2 separate regions of the Mus musculus genome follow, and region 1 is linked to region 2. Evidence: chromatin contacts called from public promoter capture Hi-C data. All regions are on one chromosome and are shown on one strand. Each heading gives the region's core, a stretch centred on a gene start, on an enhancer-like site or on the middle of the called end of the contact. The rest is flanking DNA. Distances are from core to core; before and after follow the strand shown. Region 1 holds the start of Arfgap2 (ADP-ribosylation factor GTPase activating protein 2). Region 2 overlaps Madd (MAP-kinase activating death domain).

What was found. Promoter capture Hi-C pulls out the DNA fragments that hold promoters and counts their contacts.
Region 1: a contact with region 2 is called in a promoter capture Hi-C map of liver. The contact joins the promoter of Arfgap2 here to the enhancer-like site in region 2. A contact is called at or near these places in 8 of 39 promoter capture datasets (3T3-L1-derived adipocytes, the C10 cell line, the HPC-7 cell line and 3 more), 3 of 484 Hi-C or Micro-C datasets (liver and olfactory sensory neurons), 3 of 115 datasets of contacts at active chromatin or transcription factors (T-cell acute lymphoblastic leukemia, embryonic stem cells and liver) and 4 of 9 other capture datasets (adipose tissue, liver, macrophages and 1 more).

What each region holds. Positions count from the first base shown.
Region 1 is chr2:91,263,327-91,267,815 of GRCm38.p6, reverse strand. It overlaps Arfgap2 (ADP-ribosylation factor GTPase activating protein 2), which reads right to left and starts at 2,701. Exons shown (of 16, transcript NM_023854.2): 1 at 2,412-2,701; 2 at 2,126-2,244; 3 at 1,518-1,590; 4 at 560-691; 5 at 400-480. The coding sequence starts at 2,483. Pacsin3 (protein kinase C and casein kinase substrate in neurons 3) reads right to left here. Exons shown (of 11, transcript NM_001289678.1): 9 at 4,393-4,489; 10 at 3,930-4,051; 11 at 3,136-3,625. The coding sequence ends at 3,510.
Region 2 is chr2:91,150,739-91,155,552 of GRCm38.p6, reverse strand. It overlaps Madd (MAP-kinase activating death domain), which reads left to right. Exons shown (of 35, transcript NM_001177720.1): 23 at 1-7; 24 at 478-540; 25 at 788-908; 26 at 1,013-1,118; 27 at 2,989-3,099. Among named protein-coding and RNA genes, the nearest start is that of Madd, 26 kb to the left of the region's middle. Within about 2 kb of position 2,337, at least 4 of the 459 cell types and tissues checked have an H3K27ac peak or open chromatin away from gene starts, as enhancers often do. A contact at or near this core is called in liver, where this site is marked.

The DNA.
Region 1 (4,489 bases), core at 1,452-3,951, 110 kb before region 2:
AGTGACTTAGCCACATCACAGAAATACTTGCAGAGAGGCTGGGATGTGACCCAAGGCTCTAACTTCAATACCCATTGCCAACAGAGGGGAGAGCTTTTTTACAGGTGGGTCACAGGAGGGGCAATCCTCATTGTCTCCAACTTCTGTTCCTTTTTGGAAGTTGTTTAGGGTCCCTGAGACTTCTTGAGCTTTCAAACTATTCTCTACTCCAGGATCCATTTCTAAGGAGGATTCCACTCCACTCCCATAAGAAGCAGGTAGTAATTACCAATTCTGAACTACAAACACTCTCTGAGACATTGTACCTAAACACAAGAATTTATGTCATGATCACAAAAGGGTATATACAGCCTTGGTAAGTAAAGCATTTATCAGAGGAAACATCCCTGTGGTACTCACCTGAGTATGTTCTGTGAAGAAATCAGAGTCTTTCTTCTCTGGAGAGTGACTTGGAGCACTGTTCATACTGTCTATCCAAAGCTGGAAGAGAGGAGACACTGAAACTCAGGGCTGTTACTATCTCTTATCCCAGCACCCTAGCCCAGGAACCAGCACTCACATCAGTACCATGCCTAGTCAGAGCTGCACTCCCTAACTGCCGGATCTTCTCTCGGTACATCTGGGCAGCTCGGCTCGTATATTTGGTGTTAGCATCATTGGCCATACATCCGTGTTGGCGGAAAAAAGCAGTCTGGAGAGCAAAGAGAAGGAGTAATATGTATGTGCAAATACTCTCGCCAAAGAAAACTGTATTCACACTATAGGAGACACATTACTAAACAATTGGGCTATTATTTATTCAGGATGACACACTACTGACATCAGCAGGTTTTCAAAGAGGTAAACGTCTTCCAAGATTTCTTCTCAAAACAAGACAGAACAACAAAACCTTTTATTTGTATTTATTCCATGTGCACCCCAGCATGTGTGCAGAGGTCAAAGGCCAAGTCCATGGAGTTGGTTCTCTCCTTCCACCTTATGTGGGTTCCCTCAACTGAATGAACTCAGGTTACCAGCCTCCCTCAATAAACACCTTCACTCACTAATTGACCTCCTCCAAAATTCCTCAAAAAACCCAAAAACCACCATGCCAGCCCCTCCCCGTAAGAGCAGGGAACAAGGTCTAGGGGACTGAAGAATGTATGTACTTCTCTGTTCAGCTATCCTCCCTCCAGGAGCCCACAAAACCCCAATGACTATGGAGACACTGCTACTGCCAGAGAGCACCTGTCTAGTTCAGTTTGTATTTCCTTTTTTTTTTCTTTTAATTAGGTATTTTCTTCATTTACATTTCAAATGCTATCCCAAAAGTCCCCCAAGCCCCCCCCCCCAGTTTGTATTTCATTAAGCCTCTTTGAAAGAAGCTGTTTAAATTTTTCTGAATTTAGAAAAGTGTGTGGCATGTTCCAGAGCTGCAAACTCTCGGAACAGAGAAACCAAACTCACTTTGAGAAATCAAGGAAAAGTTAAATACCCAGGCAGAAGGATGGGGGTGGAAGAAGGTAAAGGAACGTTACCGCATTGGCATTCCCGCCGACCTGCATACACCTCAGCTGCAACCAGCTCCAGTTCGAATCCAACTCTGTGGACCTGTGTACAAGGGCTGAGTGTCACCTTCCCTATCAAGACTAAACCTGTCATTCGGCCTCAGGCTTCTGTGGGTGTCCAGGAACCATCAGTCACTGTCCCATTTCCTCCTCTCTCCCCTGTATTTGAAATCATTGCGCTTCGCCTAATCCAAAGGGTACTAATTATTTCTGAAAAGGAGATCCGAAAGGAGGTCGACTTCTGAGAAATGCAGGCACGGGTTTGGCTCTTCTTAAAGTTTGGTCAAAGTCGCACTGGAGACCTACTGGGCCAATCTTTCTGCAATAACAAGGTCAATGCATCTAAGCTCTCCCCCAAACTGATGCTGAGTACCATGTTAACTGTGAAGAGAGAAGTCTACAGAGGTGGAACCCCCCGCCGCCCTCCGCCCGCAAGCCCCCGCTGTAGGCTACCAGAACTCCCGCCAGGAGAAATCCAAACATCAAATTCAGGAAGGTCCAAGTCCAGGCGCCCTCTCCCCGTCGCTGACCACGCACACAGCCCCCGTGGAGGCACAGCACCCTCACACAGAACCTACCTGATAAAGCTGAGATGGACACCCAAGGAGCGATGCACTCCGGAGCAGTCAATACACAAAAATACACCGTAAGTGATGCTGGCCCAACTAGGACTCTTGGCGCCACAATCGAAACAGGCCTAAGTGGAAAAGACGACAAGCGAACGGTTAGGGCCCAGAGTCGAGGCCCGGCGCTAGAAACCACAAGAAAGCCTCCAACCTCCGTCCTCGCCCTCCCTCAGACCCCAGGGGACAAGAGACGTCTTCTCCGCCGGCGTCAGGACCCGTACCCCGCCCGCTCAAGCACCTTGTTGGTGGGAATTGCGCGAAGTCTCTTAAAAATAGTCTGGATTTCGGTCTTGCTCGGGCTCGCCGCCATTTTCTCTCCTTCCCAGACACAACCGCGACCGACAGGTCCCGGCGCGGGCCAATCCTCGGCGGCGAAGGCAGGCTCACCGCGCCGGTCACGACAGGGCCCCGACCCGCCTACGAGTGGAGTGATTCGACCAGATCTGGGCCAATGAACGTCGGGCGGGGCTGAAACATGACGTTAGCAGCCGGGAGCTCCACCACGGGCCTGAGAGTGAACGCCGCGCTGCGCCTGGCCAATCCGCAGCCCGAGCGGGCGACGGCTCGTGGACTGGCCCAAACTTCCTCACGAGTTCCTGCTGGACCCGGGTACCCTACGTACCGCTCGACCACTGGCTGTAGGCGTCAGGCAGAGAGCCATGGTAACAGACTCTGTGATGGACGAGTAATGATTAACAATCTCCCAAGTGCTCATAGCCCCATCCGGAAGGCATTGGCAGGGCTCCAGCTCAGCTCACAATCCAGCAACTGGCCTAGAGCAGAGGCCAGCACACAACAACCTTGATCACCAAGTCCCTTCCAGTCCAGATTGCACTCCTGAAATTCCGGGGCAGATACCAGGAGGCAACTGCCTGCCCAATCCCAGTTCCATAACACATGGCACGCCCACGGGCCGACCCCGTGCCTCCCACCAGCAAGAGTAGGCTATCAAAAGACGCTCACAACACTTGATGGGGTTTTTATTCTTAATCAAATTTAATGCACACTACAAGTCACAAAAGAAGGTGCTGCCAGCCTCAAACTACATTCTCCCCAACCTCACCCCAGGAACTCCTAAACAGTTTAGGAGCTGGATCCTCCCACTCTGGGATGACCCAAATGTTCCCGAGGAGGCTCGGGCACCTCTCGACCCTCCATCATTCCAACCTCCAACTCTAGACACAGACCCCTGCCCTTCATGGGCCCTGAGACTTCCTCCTGTGGGAAAAGAGAGACAGCAGCAGCACATGGTTCAGGGCCTTCAGGTCCAGCAGTCCAGGAAGGGTTAAGCTCTGGCCCAGGTCAGAGAGACGCCTTGGTAGGGCTGTCAGGGCACTCAGGCGCCCACACATTCTACGTAATTGGCAGGGTACAGACCAATGCGGCCACTCTGCAGCTGGCCCTGGCACCAGCCCTGCTCATCCTCCTCGCTCATCTTCAGCAACTCTTCCCCTGAAGAAAGACAAAACAGTCATTGCCCAAAGCACTGGCTTTACTGGTCTCAAAACTAGGTCATGGACTGGGGGATGGAATAGCACAAGGGCCGACAAACTGGAGGATACCCAACTCAGACCAGGATAGGACACAGCCAGGAAAAGCCACCCAACCTTAGACCCCAGGGAGGCAACTGTCAGGCTGCAGCTGGACCCTGAGCAGCCTGTGAGGATGGAGTCCCTGGCTTTCTTCGTCTACAGCCCTGCTCTAGCAAGTAGGACGGGGGCTGAAGTGGGAAGGACCATGAAAGGGCCCAGCATACCTGCTCGGAAGCTCAGCTCATCAGCCTCCTGGCCAGCATAGTCATAAAGCGCCCGTACCCTCACCCCAGTGGCAACTTTCCGGGGACTCTCCTCATCTGACCAGTCCTCGTCCTGCCCGCTACTAGAGAGGGGAACACAAGGGGCACAACTCAGGGCACAAGACCCACTGTATCCAGTACTCAAGACAAAGGGCTTGGCTGCTTGGCGGCGGGCAGGGAGGAGCCAAGTGAACAGCCATCCTGCTGCCACTCACTACTGTGGATACAGGTCTATCTCTGTGCACAGGACTGTTATACAGCCAAACTTCGAGAGACACCGGACCATGGAGCAAATCTAAACCTCGGTGAAATTAACTCTCCCAAGATGGCCGTCGGGCACTGATGTGATAGGAAAGCAGGAAGAAGTGGTAACAAGCAAGCCATAGAGCCCGGTCTTGGTTTTGTTCAGGATCCCGGCTCTCACCCCGGGGACGATGGGGACTGGGGTGGGGGTGCGGTGCCATCTCTTGTCGGTACAATGCTGGTCAGAGTAACCTCATCTGGGCTCCGGCCACCCTTCT
Region 2 (4,814 bases), core at 1,088-3,587:
CTGCTAGGTAAGAAATAGACTGGCAAGGCCCCTTGCATTGGAAGAAAGCTGGGCTCAGCCATGGGAGAGGGTGGCACCAACAGCTGCTGCTTGGCTTTTTATTAATTTCAATTTTGATATCAGATGGCATCTTAAACTTCTTTTTAATATTCATTTATTTAATGGGGACAGGGGTGCATGCTACGTACACACATGGAGATCATGGGATTTTTAGAAGTTGGTTCTCTCCTTCCTCCCTCCACCATGCGGGCTCCAGGAGGGAACTCGGATCATCAGACTTGACAGCACGCATCTTCACCCACTGAGGCCTCTCAGTGGTCCAGATAGCATCTTAAAAGCTGAACCCCGGGAACCTGTGGGATAAGCAGGGGCTAGATCTAGATGAAGCTGGGCTTGGGCGTGACTCACCAGGCTGTCTCTTTCTGTCTCCTTTCTTTCCTCTTGCTACCATGTTCCTCCCTGCTCACAAATTGGCAGGAAGGGACAAAGGATCCATGTGGGACCAGCTAGAGGATGCCGCTATGGAGACCTTTTCTCTGAGTAACTGCCTTTCTTTGTGTGATGTGCTCATCCCTCCTCCTGGGGAGGGGCAAGGCCTCACGTGGAGGTCTCTGGGGTCGGAGGCAAAATGTATTAGATCTGGGAGAAAGGTTTGGTTTCCATTGCTCTGAAATTTGGAATGACCTTGTTTTATCTGGGGCTTACTATCTTTTTATTTAGCAGCTACATTCCTTAAATGTTAAATAAGCCATGCTCCCCACCCGAGAAATAACCTTATTCTACACAGGCAAAGAACGTTCTACCTTATGGGACCAAATGCAGTTCTGGGAAGATGCATTCTTAGATGCTGTAATGTTGGAAAGAGAAGGAATGGGTATGGACCAGGGTCCTCAGGAAATGATCGACAGGTATGAGACTTGACAAAGACCTGGCACTGTGCCTCTTCAGTTCCTTCCTCGTAGTCCTGGGCTCTCCTGCCTGAGAACTAACTTGTGCCTGGGTTTCTGCTTAGGTACCTCTCCCTAGGGGAACACGACCGGAAGCGCCTGGAGGATGATGAAGACCGCTTGCTGGCCACACTTTTACACAACCTCATATCCTATATGCTGCTGATGAAGGTATTGCTTATGTACTGATTGATCGTATTGCTTATGTCCAGCTGTTACTGGTGCTAGAAGGGCAAGACTAGGTCTAGTGCCTACATTTTGGACTGGTTTGGAAGCTGCCAAAGTATCTGACTGAAAAGTTCAAGGCCCCTGTGGCAGCTTGCCCACTGTTGCGTTAACTGAAGCTGCCAGGCTGTTTTGTTACTGAATGTTATGAAAGTCATTGATTATTACCTGTTACTGGTTTACTTTGAATTTGATGTATTCCCTTTGCTGAGCTGTTTTAGGCTACAACAGAGCTCTCAAATTACAACTGATTTAATACTCTTTTTTTTTTTTTTTCAGTAGTATATTCTAAAACCTTCAGGGGCTCAGAATTTATTTTTGAGCACCAGCCCTTTGTCATGTAGAATTTTCTGTAGCTAGTAAAAGCTGTCTACTGGCATGATGGTTCATGCCAGCAAATAAGGCACTTGAGAGGTAGAGGCAGGAGGATCAGGGATTCAAGGCCAAGCTTGGCTATAAGTTCAAGACCAAGTAAAACTATATAAAATCTTGTCCAAAAAGTATCTGCTTATTAACAAAGGAGTGGTAACTCTAGTGTGAGTTGTTTGGGCTTCATATTTATAATTGTGGAGAAGTGTATTGCAAATTATCAAGAGAAGTTCTTCTCTGAAAGAGAAATGTGGATTTGGATTGGTGGTGGCAGAGAATTATTGTGAGAATGAGCCTCCCTGAGCTCTCCTTAGCTTTTATTTATTTATTTATTTATTTATTTATTTATTTTTCCCTTCTTGCTCTGGCCTTGCTCACTCCAGCCCAAAGATTTATTTATCTAGTTTATGTAAGTACACTGTAGCTGTCTTCAGATGCACCAGAAGAGGGCATCAGATCTCATTACGGATGGTTGTGAGCCACCATGTGGTTGCTGGGATTTGAACTCAGGACCTCGGGAAGAGCAGTCTTAACCGCTGAGCCATCTCTCCAGCCTCTCCCTAGCTTTTAAATGTGAAGGGAGCAGTTCCCAAACACAGAGACAGACTCTGTGAGCCTTTTGCTTTGGTTGATTTTGTGTCTTAGTTAGGTTTCTGTTGCTGTTATAAGCATTATGGCCAAAAACAACATGAGAACAGAAGGGCATATTGGCTAACTGGTGATAGTCTATCATCAGGGGAAGCCAAGCCAGGGACCTGGGAGCAGGAACAGATGCAGACACCATGGAGGAGTGCTGCGTATTGGCTTGCTCAGGCTGCTTTCTCAATAGACCTCTACACCAACCTGCCCAGGGAGGGCACTGCCCAGTGAGCAGCTGGGCTCTCACATCAATCATTAATCAAAAAACAACTCAGAGGCTTATCTGCAGCTGCAGGCCAGTCTTACAAAGGGATTTTCCCAATCGAGAGTCCTTCCCAGATAACTCTACCTTGTGTCAAGTTGACAAGTCAGCATTCCTATATTGTAAGCTTTTCTTTATGCTTGAATTCCATTTCCCTGTGGTCAGGGGTGGATGGTGGTGCTTACCTGCAAGGTGTCTCAGGTACTAGCGTCCCACTTTACTGTACCTGTGTTACTGTTTCTAAATCATACTCTAAGAAGTCCTTTTGGGGAGGATGTTATGGTGGTGTTGGTAAAGGATGGGAGGAGGTGTCTCCTTGATGTCCAACTCTCTAAGAGCCACTTTCCTGTAGAAGCTAGCTAGAGGCAGAGGCAATCCCCAGCATATGGACAGAACACACAGTTGAAAGTGTTCTGCCATAGTCAGTAACATAGTCTTTCAGAATTCCATTTCTCTCAGGTAAGTGGAAACTGATTATTTTCTTGTCTCTGCCTCACTTGGGAAGGGAGCAGAGCCTTTATTAAGACTCCTGTCTTGGCTTTACAGGTGAACAAGAATGACATCAGGAAGAAAGTACGGCGCCTAATGGGAAAGTCCCACATTGGGCTGGTGTACAGCCAGCAAGTCAATGAGGTGCTCGATCAGCTGAACAGCCTGGTGAGCACATCGGACCGTCCCTTTTATCCTGCGTGTCCCCCTGCCTATACAGCGCTTTCACACTAAACACGTCTGCCATGCTGCTATGCAGCCCAGTTAATGCCTAGTTTAGAGGAGAATCGGTAGTTACAGTTAGTAGTTTAGAGATGGGTAGCTATAGTTAGTAGTTTGGAGAATGGGTAGTTAGAGTTAGTAGTTTAGAGAATGGGTAGTTAGTAGTTTAGAGAATGGGCAGTTAGAGTTAGTAGTTTAGAGAATGGGTAGTTAGAGTTAGTAGTTTAGAGGTGGGTAGTTATAGTTAGTAGCTTAGAGAATGGGGCAGTAGTCCAGGTGAGGTGTTGGTCCTTCTGTTCAGTGTGGGGACTCTCAGTCCTCCAGCTGTTAGAGTACAGCAGTTTCCATGTGAGGTCTGCACACCTCTGCGGATCTGAGATGAAATCTGTTCTCATCACAACACTTAAATGCCTCCTTTTTCTTTTTCTTTTTCCTTTTCCTTTTTCTTTTTTTCTTTTGAAACAGGGTTTCTCTGTGTAGCCCTAGCTGTCTTGGAATTCACTCTATAGACCAGGCTGACCTCAGACTCACAGAGATCTATCTGCCTCTGCTTTCTGAGTGCTGGGATTAAAGGTGTGAGTCACCAAAGTCCAGCTAAGATGCCTTCTATTACTTTTTAATATTTGTACCAAAACTCAAAAGCAGTCTTGAATAGACTGTGGCACATTGCTATCCTGACACTGAACTATGTAGCCCCACCCTCACCTCCATGCATCCTGTTCTGTAAAAGAGACAGTTTTGTAAGCTGTCATGGTGTCAAGCCTGGTCTACAGAGAGAGTTCCAAGACAGCCAGGGCTCCAGGCCTGCAGAGAGAAAAAAAGACAGTGTTTGGTAAGATAGCTCAGTAGGTAAAGGTACTGTTGCCAAACCTGACAACCTAAGTTTGATCCTTGGAACCCACGTGGTAGAAATAGAAAACTGATTCCTGCAAGCTGTCCTCTACCTGCACATGAGCTTCATAGCACATGCCTGCCCACACACAGACACACTACCCACCCACCCACACTCACACAATGAATAAATGAATTAATAAGTAAATAAAATATAATTTAAGGACTAAAGAGTTGGGTCAGTGGTTAAGAGCACTTGTCTCAGCACCCATATGGTGGTTCACAACTATCTGTATCTAGGGGATCCAATTCCCTCTTCTGACCTTTGAGAGCACCAGACATGCACACAGTGTACATAAATACACACATACATATAAATATTATACATACATATATATGTGTGTGTATATATATACATATGTATATATATATATATATATATATGTGTGTGTGTGTGTATATATGTGTGTGTGTGTGTATATATATATAAAATAAGTTCTTAAAAATTAAAATAGCCGGGCACGGTGGCGCACGCCTTTAATCCCAGCACTCGGGAGGCAGAGGCAGGTGGATTTCTGGGTTCGAGGCCAGCCTGGTCTACAAAGTGAGTTCCAGGACAGCCAGGGTTATACAGAGAAACCCTGTCTCGGAAAAAAAATAAAATAAAATAAAATAAAATAAAATAAAAAGCCCAACAGTTTCATGCTGAATGTGATGAGGCACACCAGTGATTCTATTACTTAGGATTTATTTATTTTAGCCTAAAACTGGGTTTATCATTTTTTAAAATTTCAATATTTTATGTGTTTTGTTTGTCTGCATGTATGTAT